Linked DNA regions of Capsicum annuum: region 1 is linked to region 2. A link is a contact called in public Hi-C data. All regions are on one chromosome and are shown on one strand. Each heading gives the region's core, a stretch centred on a gene start, on an enhancer-like site or on the middle of the called end of the contact. The rest is flanking DNA. Distances are from core to core; before and after follow the strand shown. Region 1 holds the start of LOC124900026 (a long non-coding RNA gene). Region 2 holds the start of LOC107855255.

Evidence for each region. Hi-C and Micro-C count contacts between places; a contact is called where the count stands out from the background.
Region 1: a Hi-C map of leaf shows a contact between it and region 2, with 2.7 times the contacts expected there. The contact joins the enhancer-like site here to the promoter of LOC107855255 in region 2. A contact is called at or near these places in 2 of 5 Hi-C or Micro-C datasets (leaf and placenta).

What each region holds. Positions count from the first base shown.
Region 1 is chr7:11,431,648-11,438,600 of UCD10Xv1.1, forward strand. It overlaps LOC124900026 (a long non-coding RNA gene), which reads left to right and starts at 405. Exons shown (of 2, transcript XR_007057599.1): 1 at 405-1,011; 2 at 2,054-3,061. Within about 2 kb of position 3,539, at least 4 of the 5 cell types and tissues checked have an H3K27ac peak or open chromatin away from gene starts, as enhancers often do. A contact at or near this core is called in leaf, where this site is marked.
Region 2 is chr7:11,363,673-11,370,716 of UCD10Xv1.1, forward strand. It overlaps LOC107855255, which reads right to left and starts at 1,426. Exons shown (of 1, transcript XM_016700250.2): 1 at 1-1,426. The coding sequence starts at 1,197. The coding sequence ends at 436.

The DNA of each region.
Region 1 (6,953 bases), core at 2,289-4,788, 70 kb after region 2:
AGGAAAATACTAAAAGGTTGCATGGTAAGCAGATCTTGACTTGAATCTTTGAGCCTGGATAGAAAGTTCTGGTATTTAATTTCAAGCTGAAGCTGTTTTCGGGTAAGTTGAGGTCCAAGTGGTCTGGGCCGTTTGAAGTAGTAAGAATGACCCCTCACAGGGTTATTGAGCTATGGCAAGAAGACAAGAGCACTATATTTTTGGTGAATGAGAAGAGAGTCAAGAACTATTAGGTAGATCCTGTGAATAGACATAAAATGTCTATCACATTTATAGATGAAAAAAATTGAGTTTGGTAATGCCATGATACTAAATAAGGTACTACGTGAGAGAAACCCACGAATGTAATATAATAGCATAGTTTTCCTTTTTATTTGAAAAAAATGAGAAAAGAAATAACAATACAAAAAGACGTGTCGAGCCACACGACCGAAACTAAGGCACTAGGTGGGAGGCAACCCACACTTTCTATGTATTTTGTTGTTTTTGATGAGATTGCAGGAATGAGGTAAATTGTGGTATGGGAAAGAAATTAAAGTGAGTAAAATATGTTTTCGGGAGGCTATCAGGTATGAAATGCTATTTGATGCAACAAAAAATACAAGGAAGTAAAGGGGGAACCAGAATTTCCCCAAGATGGCATAACAGTGGGCCTCTGGGTTATTAGCATGCCACATCACTTATCCTCCCTGATAAGGTCATGGTATGCCAAGAAGAAAATATCGCGGAGGTGATTCCAGTAAGCCTTCGTGATTTCGACGTGCCACTCCCTTTATCCTCTGTGATAAGATCGTGGCATGGAGGATGTCAATTTTTAAATTTTTTAAAATAAAAAGTCGGGTTTTACTCGGCTTTTCCCCTCTTAACCCAAATTCTCCCCTTTTATACTCCAAAAATCCCCAAATCCCCTCTTTTTCCACAACCTAGCATACCATCCTTCCTAATTCTCCCCATCCTAAAGCGTGTCACGTAAAGGAATTTTTCTCGCTCCTCTCTGCGACCTCAAATTGGGTAAGTGCTCAAGTTTCTCTATTTCGTCTTTACTCGGCTGTTGTGGTTGAATTACATAAATGGTGCCATAGACTTACAACCATATTTTGACTACTTACCATGTTCGTAATTGCTTGTTGTTGTGGGGTGATATTCTGGGTAAGTTGAGTTAAGGGTTTAAATTTTTCACAACCCAATTGTGATATATTATTCTGTAAATCCTTATCATCCTATTGAATTATAGGAAAGGTCTGAGCAAAATTACATGAATGCAACTTGATAATTTAAGTGAGTAATATGATTCTTATGATTCAACGCGTTGGATGGTTAGTGTGTTTTGATGTATGTGGGTGTGTACTAGGTTGTGGTACTTTGAATACCTTTGTTTTAACTTGTTTAGAACTAAAATAGGGCACATGGTGATTTTGGTAAGATTTGTTGTACATATATACTGCTAGTACTTGTTGGGAATCTGTGGATTATGTTGCTTGTGCATAAAAGGAGATCTTGATAGTCCTGTAATGATCTTTGGGATATGTTAACCATATACGTATGTTCTATAGCTCATGGTCACATAGGTAATTGAATAGAAACAAAGTTTTGTTGAATGAATGCATTGTGAATGCTGTGTTGAGTTATTATTTTAGAATGTGGTTGTAATTTTGTCCTCTATGAGTCATGGTTACATATGTGCTTGTACCGAACTCACATTGTTGTTGTGTGTTAAACTAAAAATAAACATAATGGTCTGGTATGAATGTGATTTTGGAAATTACTTTGTGTGCACAGTGTGGTGCGTGCTTGAAGTCTGAGTAGATCAGAGTCACCACAGGATTAAGAACTTGTGGTAATTAATTAATAACCAAGTTAGTTTCCTGTTTACTTAGGTGCTATGACATTAGGGTATATTGTGGAACAGGGGATGTTTGAGTACCCTAGTTTCAAATTTAATGCACCTATGTTAGCAACAAGTATGGAGTGACCTCTAAATCCTCCTAAACTTGGAGTTTACTAGCCAAAATAATGCCATTTTGACATGATTGTTGCATATTGTTGCTAACAGGTATTATGGCAAGTAGAGCTCAAAAAGGGAAAGATCTTGCTGGGCCTTCTGAGCCATCAAAAAAGAGGTTTCGTCTAACAGGTTGGGTACCTAGAGCCCCTATTATTGCAGGAGGCCAGACACGTTGGTATGAAATTAGGTGGATTGAAGAAGCGGGGAAGGAAGGGCATAACAAGTATACTAAGTCTAAGTATGCCTCGGACGAGTTTATTGATCGTTGCATAAAGAATTCTCGAGCATGGTGCAGAAACTTAAGGAGCTGCATATGAACTTTATTTTTAAGCAACCTACTAAATGCAATTTGAACTTAATTAGGGAGTTCTATGCCAACTGGGATCCAATAGATCCTGTGCTACGGGAATAATCACGAATATGGACTTATGGGAGTGCATGTTGGGTTCGAGACTTAGTGTGTACAATTGAAGTGCAAAAAGGGACCTAAATGCACTAAAATCAGCCAACATATTACACTTGATGGGCACCTAAGTCTTTAAGGGGCCTTTTGGTCCTTTTTGTCTTTTATTTGTAATAGGATATAAATAGAACCATGTAGGGTTTCTTTGATTAGTTTTTAATGATATTTATAAGTCTTGAAATACCAAAGAACACAAGTCCTCTCTTCTTGAGGCACCAAAAAAGAAACGAGGATACAACAATAGGGTGGATTTTCTTTTGTTGTTGCTTGCTTGGAAACGTTGATGATAGAGAGGTGCAATCCAATCTTGTGTCACGTAAGAGATAGGTTTATTATTGTATGTAGTGTTAAGGGTCCAAGAGTGTCCATTCTTGGGTTCTTAAGATTATACCCTCATGTGGTCTATCTATTTATCCCTTTACTTTATTGTAATTTTATTTTGTTCCTTTTGTTTTAGTGTAAGTTGAGTGGGTATTTTTGTTGTTGTTGTTGTTCAACTCATTATTGTTTCCATCTTGTAATCTTCTTGTTAGTTTGTTGTTCGCTGAAAAATAGGTGTCAATCCACCTCAATATAGTGTTGTTATTGTGCCATTCTTGTGTTGTTGTGGTTGGCCGAGACTAGGACTCAAAAGGGCTCTTGGTTTTAGCCATTTTGTGGACTATTTTGGGCTGATTTTGTATCTTCTATTGTTGTATTGTATCATCCTGATTCAAAAGTTTGCATTCGTGGAAAAGTCATGATTTTTACTACACATGATCTGAATGCCATTTTAGGCACTCCTGAGGCCGATGCTTTTCAGCTGAGGCAGCTGAATATCACTCCACCCTATGACAATATCAGGTATCTATATTGCAGAAATAGATTTACAGCTAGGTGGATTCACCAATGAGAGAAAGGCTTCCCCTATGCACAGATGAACAGGGAAGCGAGAATGTGGTTGAAGATCATCTGTCACTGCCTAATTGCTGGGAAGCACATAACAGAAGTCACTCGAGACAGAGTTTGTTTGATTTATGCACTGATGCAGGAGGGCTTTGCAATAAATATAGGTGCAGTGGTTATTTCAATGATGAAAAAGGCTCATTTTCATCAAAGATGCAGGTATAGTTTTGGTGGACTGCTGACTTATTTTCTGATGGATCATAAGGTTGAGGAGGAGGCCCTAGATTATAGACCAGTATTGGACATGCGCCTAGTTGATGTGACCCATACATGGGTCCAGGATGTTGCTCTTGGGCTGGTGCTGACATTGCCTGAGTGTTACGCTCGGGATGATGAAATTATTGCCCGTATGTATGGGATGCAGATGGTGTAGTTAAGAGTGGGTGGCAGAGAAACCACTAGAGATGAGACACACACTAGAGATTGACTATTAACTTAGTCACCACGCCAGGACTTTTCTGAGGATAGGCCAAAAGTTGTATAGCCAGTGGATGATGACATCTCTACTGATGAGGAAAGGCAAATATGGGTTTGGATATTAAGTCTGAGGATGATGATGATATGGACCCAAACATGGGTGATGAGGCCTGTGGTCCAGATGTTGGTGATGACATAGATGAGGTGTGACCAGGGAGTGTTTATATCACATCATAACTTTGTTTTGTGACAGCACTACATTTTAAGTATAGGGTGGTGGTTCTCATTTCTCTCATTTCTCTTTTATCTATTCTGGCGAGATTGTTATTATGGATGTTATATTTTTGTATATTATTATTATTGTTGATTTGGAGTTAGACATTTTAAGACATTCGATCTATAATAGTTAGTAATTATTATATTTTCTGAATTCATAGTTAGTAGTAGTTTCATTATTTTACTATTACTTGTTTCATCATTTTAGTTGCTTAGTTATGTTTATGTCGATTTTTGGAGTAAATTTTTTGTTAATAACTCATAGGTGTCTTTCTCGATGATGGATGGATGATGACTGTCCTAAGGAGAATTAGTCTTAGGGGGTGAATAGGTGAGAGAACGCGATCACTAATCTAATACGAGGTACTTTTTGTTGGGCCATATGACCATGTGACATGAGAAAAATTTTTCTAGGAAGAAGCATGCCAAACTAAATAAGGATGCTATTTTTGAGACGCCCAAGCTCAATTATGTGACTTTTTGTTAGTGTTGGCTTAATTTTGAATATGTGCAGTTATTGGGTCAAGAATCTATAGAGATCCTACTTGAATCTAGCATGCACCAGGATCTAGCATGCATCAGGAGTGAGTGAGGTTCTCTATTTATTACATATGCATAATGATGTCTAGAACTTGCCCGGTGTGTTTACAAATCGAAATAAAGAGTGTGGGTTTAGGAGATGATATAGGTATTTCTTTGATAGTCATGTCTTATTCCTCGTTTACCTACCCTTGTGCGTACTCCTAATTAGCCCTATTGAACCTTTAGCTTATTTTCTTTTATAGCCTCATTGTAGCCTGTACCTTTCTTTGTTTGACTTTAATTTGATTCAAATCTCCTACGCATTGTCGTGCCCTATTTTTACCAAGGTTAAAATAAGCACGACTTATGAACTCTAAAAAGAATTGAATTTTATACAGAGTCGCCACCTAATTTTTAAGGAAAATAAGGAAATCTATTTATTTAATAACACGTATGATTGATATTTTAGACTGTGAAAAATCAATTGAGATTCTAGGTAAGAGTTCAAGTTATCTCAAAGGAAAAAGGTTAGGCACTCTTCAAGATCCATAAATGTGGTACCTGACTAGACTAAATTTATCAAAGAGGGAGGAGGTATATTTAAAAATATTGTAAAAAGTGTATGTATATTAAATGTAAATTAATTCTTTTGAAAATATAAATGTTTAAAACTATGTAAAAGTATATGTATACTAAGTATATAAATAAAATATATGGTTATGAAATATGTAAAAGGTATGTATAAGAATATTTAAATTATATGTGAAAAGAAAAGTATGTTGTGTCATATGAAAAGAAGATATCGTTTATGTACTGTAAAAAAGGAAAAATATTTTTATAACTAATTACGAAGAGAAATATAAAGATTTTACTTGAAAAGAAAGATTATACAAATGTTTATGATGTCAATGTGTGAATTTAATTAATTTAATTTATTTATATAGGTGTTAACGGCCTAAGTTTGCCTAAGCATACATTAAAGAATATGTAAGTAAAGAATGTCCCTGCCCAATGCCCCAAAAAAGTAAAGTTTCACTATACTTGATGTGTACAATTTATAAACAAAGATTCAAATATAAAATTCTTCTTTTGAATACAAGTATTTTCAGGAACCTGTACAAACACGTTAGTAACAAAGTAAAATAAAATTAAGAACTATGTGTGCAATATGTATACAAATATACATAAAATAGAATTATTTTTGTTAAAGCGTGGGCTCGGATTAAATTTTAGATATCACCATTGCTACGAAGTGATTGCTCGATTTATCGGTCATTCTAAATCGTCTTGCCAAAATATGAATCAAAAAATCCTTCGTGTTGTCGTGATGTTATAAAAATTTTGTCATCACCCTAATTTATTTTCTTTTTGTTACGTATTTGTACTGTCTGTCTTTTATTTGAGAAGACCTCGAAAACTGACAGAAGTTTCTTCACTGGCCATGTATTCATTTTGATATAAAATAGATAAACGTGAGAAAATAAAGTTCGTCTTTCGTAATGTGGTGGCCTCAAGTATCCGACGGAGAGATAATGTCATCGGCCATGTATTACAGTCCCAAAATTAGTCAATGTGAAGTAAATCTATCTATATAATTAATTTTTCGGGTGCAAACAAACCCAAGATTAGCAATAACAGTAACAAAATGTGGCAACACCATATCAATGATAACAATAGCAAAAACAAAGAGCAAAATCATAACAATAATAATAAAATATCAGTGAGCAAGAATCAACAAAGAAGAAAACAATAACAATAAATAGCTATAGTAATTAAAGACGAAGGAAAAATCCAAAACAGTGTCGGTGTTGGCATTGCTTTAACGGCAGATGCCTGAGCAATGCCAAAAAATTAGAGCACAGCCAAATCTGGCTAAATTTTGGGTGAACGGTGGCGGAAAGGTTGTTTGTCGGTCGTCCAATGATCAAATTTGGCGACGGCAGTAAAGAAAGGGAGAGAGATCTGGCGGAAACTTATTTGCCAATTTTGGTGTCGTTCGCTGAACGTCTGGTGGCTAAATCCAGAGGCGGGAAGAGGGAAAAGGGAAAAAGAGGCGGCGATTAACTTGTGGCGGGTCTTGCCGGATCTGGTTTGGTAGTCGCGATTTATGGTTGTCGACCATCCGGTGAGTAAACCCAATGGTCAACAGTGGGGCATTAGAGAGATAGAATGGAGGGGTGGTAGTGGTAGCATCTTGGTGGTAGTGGCTGGAGCCTGTTCGCCTGAGCTCCGGCAATGATGGCAGTGAAGGAAAAAAAGAAGAGAAAGTTCATTTGTTTTGTATATGTGTGAATCACTTGTGGTGTATGTTTTTGTGTGTGTTTT
Region 2 (7,044 bases), core at 176-2,675:
TTCAGCGCGTCTTTGATAGCACTGATATGAACCAGCCATCATACATATTTGATACTAAAATTCAAGACTTCCAAATAGACAAATGCAGAAAAGAAGGTTACAACAGAACAAGACATGTTGAGACATCAATCCCAATGCTTGTTTGCCATACCTTAAAAGTGCATTCTGCCTTTTTGCTAATAAACACCAAACATATATCTACCAAAACCCATACTAAACTAGGCGATTTCTTCCATCTCTTCTAGACGTAGTGGACAGATGTACTGGTACGTCATATTGGTGGGGGGTTTCAGGCATCCCGTGGAATTAGGTGAGGCGAACGCACACGAAAGCTGGACACCACGATTATCAAAAAGAAATAGAAACATACTATAACCTAGGATTCTATGAATCTGCCCGACAGTCTTACAAGATGATATAGCTTCATATGAGTTGTCAAGTGGGCTTCATATCTTGAAACATTAAAGACCATTGTGAGTACACAACCCCATCATCAGCTGGTATCATTTCTTGACAGCAGTGATTAAGCCTTGGGCTAAAACACTTTACATCCAATGGTCCAGATTTATTGATTCTGCTTGGATAAACAGCAGTGTCTTTGTATCTTCTGTCCAATGGACCAGACTTCATTGGACTCCTATTGGGATACATCAACTTCTCTTGAACTCTCCCATCAAGAGGCCCTGAGGCACTCATAAATTTGTCTTGCATTCTTCGGTCTAGTGGTCCTGACTTCATTGCCATGCTTCTAGTTGTGATGATGGCTCTCTCTTGCCTCTGGTCCTTCGAGCTCTCGAGCTTCTTCAGTGCTCCGGTCCACTGTGTTCGATAAGGCTTGAGCTCGGAGAGAGCTAGATGAGTCGAACCTCGGTGTAAACTGAGCTTGCTCAAGTTCTTGGCAATGAGTTTCTTGGTTTTGTTGATTGCCAAAACAAGTCTTGAAAGGCCATTTGATGATGAGGTTGTTGTTGTTCCTCCTCCTCCTCCTTCTCCGTGGCTGCCGGCGCCTTCCTTTCGAGCCAACTTGAGAATCTCTAGCCTGTGTTTGGCTACATTTATGTCCATGCTTTGAAGGAATTCATGATTGAAGTAAATCAAGTCCTCTTTCTGAAGCTCATTTTTGTTGAAAACAAGACCATACTCATAAACAAGTTCTTGATCAAGGCTAGTCTTGGATAACCAAGAATACCAATCCATGTTTTTTATGTTTGCTAATAAGTGATGTGGCTAATGAGACATATATTACATATATGAAGCAATTTGAACCCCACCCCCCAAACAACAACAACAATGCACACCCCACCCCACCCCACCCCACCAAAAGAAAAAGGGAAAATAAAGCTCATTTGTCCATCCCCACTAAATAGATAGGAGGAGGAAGGTGGAAAAGGTCAAGAGTAAGTAAATGAGGTTGAAAATATCAACATGGCTTGTGATGTAATGGTAAGACTGCTCTGCCCTTAATTAAAGGTCTTGGTTTTGATCCCTGACAGGGGTGGGCATGGTATAATATATTATCGAATTACCATACAAAATCGAAATTTTTGATATCGCAGTTCTGATATCATGGTATTTGATATAGTATATGATGTACGTTTTAAATTTTTCTGATATTTGATAAGATATTTGGTATTTACAAGTAACATACCGAAATATCGAATACTAACACCTAAGTATATAGTTACATAAATAATTATATATCTTATTAAACAACAAATATACCACCTGGCGTTAGTATAGAACTAAATATTTAGACGTCGAAACTTTGACTATTCTATCTTGATTGAAATGTCTTTTTATGTAATTGATTAGTAAAAGGAATTATTTGTACTTTTGTTTGGACATATGTTTATACATGTGTAATCTGTTAGCATGATGTAATTGAATTTTTTTTGAAAAGTCGAAGTGATAATATTCTATTATACGATTATATATTGTCAAAGTTGAACAAACTATGGTTATCGATTTACCATACCGCAAAATATCGAAACCGAACTTCAAAATATCTAACCATACTGAATTAATTTGATATGGTAATAGTATAGTATTTTTAAAAATCAAATATCGAAATTACCATACTGAAGATTTAAATATCATATCATACCATGTCTACCCCTAGCTTTAAGTATGAAAAAAATTCTGTTGGAAGCGTCATTCCCAAAATGGGCTCTGTAATGTGTGATCCAGACTAGTTGGGACGTCAATACGGATATCAAACGTGAGGAAAAAAAATGAGCTTGACAAGGAAACCAAAATACAGTGGTGGGTAAGATGATAGGTGGCTAAATAATGAGTCATAAAATTCAACAAGTTTTGTTGGTTTGCTTGAAAATTAGGCAGTTAGACCTCATTAAAATTGGTTTTAATTCTCATGTTAGTGTATAGTTTTTAGAATTCAATTAATCACCCATTTTCTTCAAGAATTTAATTGAGATGTACCCCATCTAATCTCTACTTGATGCTTACATTGCATAACTAAGTAGCATAAACTTGCCAAAAACTTAAACATCATGGAAAACTTGACATGTACACACTTAGTATTGTAAGGGGGTTGAACTCTCCACATGCAATTAGAAAGTATCCTAAAAACAAGGTTAAATTGTTCCCTTTTCAAGAAAAAGAATTACATGGAGAAACCTAAGGGGTCGTTTGGTAGGATGCTTTAGAAAAAATAATACATACATTGACTTTGTGTATTATTAATATCTTGTTTGATACACTTTTTTTATAACTAATGCACACATTGGTTATATACTCTATTGCGTATTATGTTACTAATACATGGGAAATCCTTGGTATTAACAATGCAGTGGACTTTAATGCATACATTAGCATGAGTAAAGACACAATAGCTTCTTAAAACTTTTTTCCCATCATTTTCATTATATTTGTGAAGGATATTTTTTGTAAATAAATTTTTTTATTTAAAAATATACAATACAAGTTATTTTTAACACATCAAACCAAACACTGTATAACAAATAATCTCAACATAACTAATACTTGCATTTTTAATACTTTATTTTTTGCATTATTTTTATACACTCTACCAAACGACCCCTAAGGATGTCTCTGATATCCATGTTGGTGTGAAGTATGGATAATATAAAAGAGGATTGTGGCCTAGTAATAAGTGAAATGGTAAAAAAAAATTATGAGAGATCCATGTTCAAATTTCAAAAGAGACAAAATGTTACGTGAATTCTTCTTATATATTCAAGTTTTGTTAGAAAAAAATATTAGGTACTTATGTTGGTGGAACTTGAGAGGTAACAAGTAGCGGTGATATTTAGATATACGTAAACCAATCCAGACGCTATCGTTATCAAGGGGGAAATGTTTCAATTGGACATATCTAGAATTGTACTATAGTGTTATTGATTGGAAATTGCTAAATGCTAACAACCACATGCCTCCATACCTACAAAGGAGTAGTTGTTTTATTCAAAGGGCAAGTAATTACTGCTCACATGGCCAACCTTCAAGATTGTCCTTACAAGCCACTTTCAATTTCTCAAATGCAAAGGCAAAAACAAAAATCCACTAGCTTGATTAAGACATTGAAGACATTTTCTTCTTCTTTTGGATCATAACATCAATCCCTTTTCCCAATTTTTGGTTTAACTATGAATATTGTTTTTAAAAATTTAGAAAAATGATCTTCTTTTTATATTCTTAACAAATAAATATAATAAAACAATCAAGAAAAGCAGAAAAGTTTGATTTTTTTATAAGGTGAATCGAGAATGAATTATGAACCTTGAACTGGAATTATAGAGAACGTTTGGCTATGCATATGATCTGATTAAACTGACATACAAGTAGATCGTTTCGCCTTATTTACCTGTTTGGTAATCGTCCTAAGTATTTATACTTCAAAATCTGCTGAAAATCATAAATTAGTCACCTCTCAACTTATGATCTTTTAAGCTTATAAATATGTTCATGTGACCAATTTTTTTTTACTATTTTATCCTTGATATTTTTTGTAATTATCCAAATATATTTTTCAAAACAAAACCTCCAATTGACTTCGTCTTCATTATCTATCGTTCATCTTTTTTCTTACCAAAGTACTTTTATATATAAACTTTTTGTAAAACAATTAAGGGCATTTAGTTTTTAACCAAAAAATGTACTTATTAGCATTTTCTTTTTCTCAACCACATCAAATACTTATCATCAGTTTCAAAATTTTTATTCGAATACACTAATTTATTTTTAAAAATTAATATTAATATTTCAAAAAAAAAAAATACTTAGCAATGTGTATGCTTATATCCTTATAAATAAATTATTTACAATCAACTAATTAAAGCTAGGTCGTACAAAGTAGGATCCATATCACATCAATCTTGTTTTATTTTTATTTGTTTTCATTTTTCTTGGTTGACATACACAAATTTATATAAGAAAATCATAGACCAAAGAGGAGCTAGTGTTTGGATTTGACATCTAACCATAATGTTGATTAGTTATGGGTCCATTAAAACTTTATTCTAAGAGCTATTGAAGTGATCAAAGAATATTTATATGACATTAATTATTTATTTGGTATGCATAAATGTTTTTTTTTTGTTTCCCACGTGATATTCGGTACCTACATTAGAGCCTCGATTAATTTAAATTTCACACTGCAGGGCTCATTCTGAGGATGACGATCCCAACTGAATTCCTACCTAGGACAGGGCGATTCTGAGGATACTACTCCCAACAAAACTTTCGCCATTACTTAGGATTCGAACCCGAAAGATCTGATTAAGGATGAGGCATTCCCACGATGACGCCACAACTAATTATTAGTGGTATACATAAATGTTTTTTTTTCATTTCCCACTTGATATTCGATACCGCCTCGACTAATTTGGATTGCGCACTGTCGAGCTCATTCTGAGGATGATGATCTCAATGGAATTTTTTTCATACCTAAAGCGAGCCATTCTGAGAATAATACTCCCAACAAAACTTTCGTCATAAAACCCAAAACTCTGATTAAAAATGGAGCATTCTCACGACGAAACCGCAACCCATTGGTGGTATACATAAATGTTAGGCTGCCAAATACACTAAAAAAATAAAGCACTTTAAATTCAATTTTTCTAACATGGCTGGGGGACCATGGACAAGGAAAGGGAAAAGCCATTAGTAGTTGTAGTCACTGATCATATGAGCTTTCTCACCTTGCCTTTTTGTTTGGATAACGGAGGAAAGTTGTGGTAGGTGTGTGTTCCGTCTCAATTTATTTGCTATATTTTGCTTATCAAAATTAAAGTTAAATAAATTTGCATCAACATTTTAAAATGAATACTTTTATCATATGGACATGATAAATAGTGCGACTTATAATATTTGTCATTTAATTTTTAAATATCAAAAAAGGGAAACCCTAAATATTAAAGTATTTGTTATGCATGGGGTTTGAGAAAAGCATCGAACCATAAGGATCTAACGTATGTAGCCTCGCCTTACATTTCTGTAACGGAATATCTTTTTCACGGCTTGAAACTTTACCAGCTACTACAAGACTTCCTTTTTAATTTTTAAATATCCAAATTTTAATTATTGAAGGGGGGGCCTTGGAGTAACTTGTAAAGTTACTGCCATGTGACCAGGAGGTCATGAGTTCAAGCCTTTGAAACAACCTCTGGCAGAAATGCTGCGATAGCCCAGCTTTAGTGTACCAGACTGCCATTTTTTTTAAATTTTAATTATTAAATTGATCTATCCCAATTGAGCTTTAAGAATTATTTAATTTTACTATAGAAAAGCAGAAAATACCATCTAAATGAAAATGAAGTAAATTGCTAGTTGAGTAACGCTTGACTTATGTTGATCAGTACTTTTATCAAATAACTTTTCATAAAAGAACTCTGAAACACAAATAAATTGTCTTTATACAAGTTGTGTTTTACCACCTATTTTCTTATACCTTCTTTCTAGATTAGAAAATACTATTTTTATTTTTAATCCTTCATGATTTTCATATATTTTTTCGTTTATTATAAATTCTTCTTTGTTCATTTTATTTAAATGTATATAGGTTATGTTGGTATATATATTCTAGACTATCTATTGTTGATTCTAAATTTGATATTTCTTCTTTTTGTGCATTTATTGAGTTTTTACTAACTCCGGCAATTATGTTATACTGTAATCTTTCTATCCTTATTTTTAATTCATTACGTTTTTCAAATATTATTTGTTTTAATTCCTTATATTTTTGTAATTTTTGTACGTTATTCATCTAAACAATATTTATAATATTTTGGTGGATATCTAAATCTGATTTTATCATAATTAGGTGGTATGCGTCTCATTCTTCTAGATTTTAAATGAATTATTAATTTTGCTTCTATACTAGATATTAAAGTATTAGTTTTCACCCTTAACATACATTTTGTACCATCATTTACTACCCATCCTAGTCTGAAAGAGTTAAGCCATAACCTACCTCAAAAGTCAAAATCGACCCACTACACTTCGAACCCACGACCTTACTTTTCATGAACAATCCCGAACTCCACTAAAAATATCAAATATAAAATCTACGCATCAAAATAAAACCAACAACACCCATATTGACTACTTTTGGTTTAGGGTCAAAACGGACCCCTGAAACGGGTTTCTAAGAAAGAAGGGCAAAATTATCACTTTACTTCTAAAACATGTTTCCCATAGTTTTAGGAACCTACAGCCGAAAACCCAAGTTAAATCGAGTAAAAAATGAGGTTTAAATCAAAGAAAAACTATTTTTGAGCTTTTCGGGTAAAATCTTTGAAATCCGGATTAAAATCAAGAATCGAAGTAGGTTAGATGGTTAAATTCATGAAAAATTAGTAATTATAAGATGTAAATATTATTCAAGCGAAAAGGAGTGAAATTGAAGTTTAAAATCAAGCTCTAAGATTTTTGGGGTTTTGAGAAATTTATCAAGAATTACTAAGGAAATGGTGAATTATTACCTTAAATCCGTAGTAAAATCAAGAAATAGGTGTTAATCTAGCTTACCAAGCTTTCACAAGCTTTACTTTAAAGCTCCCATAC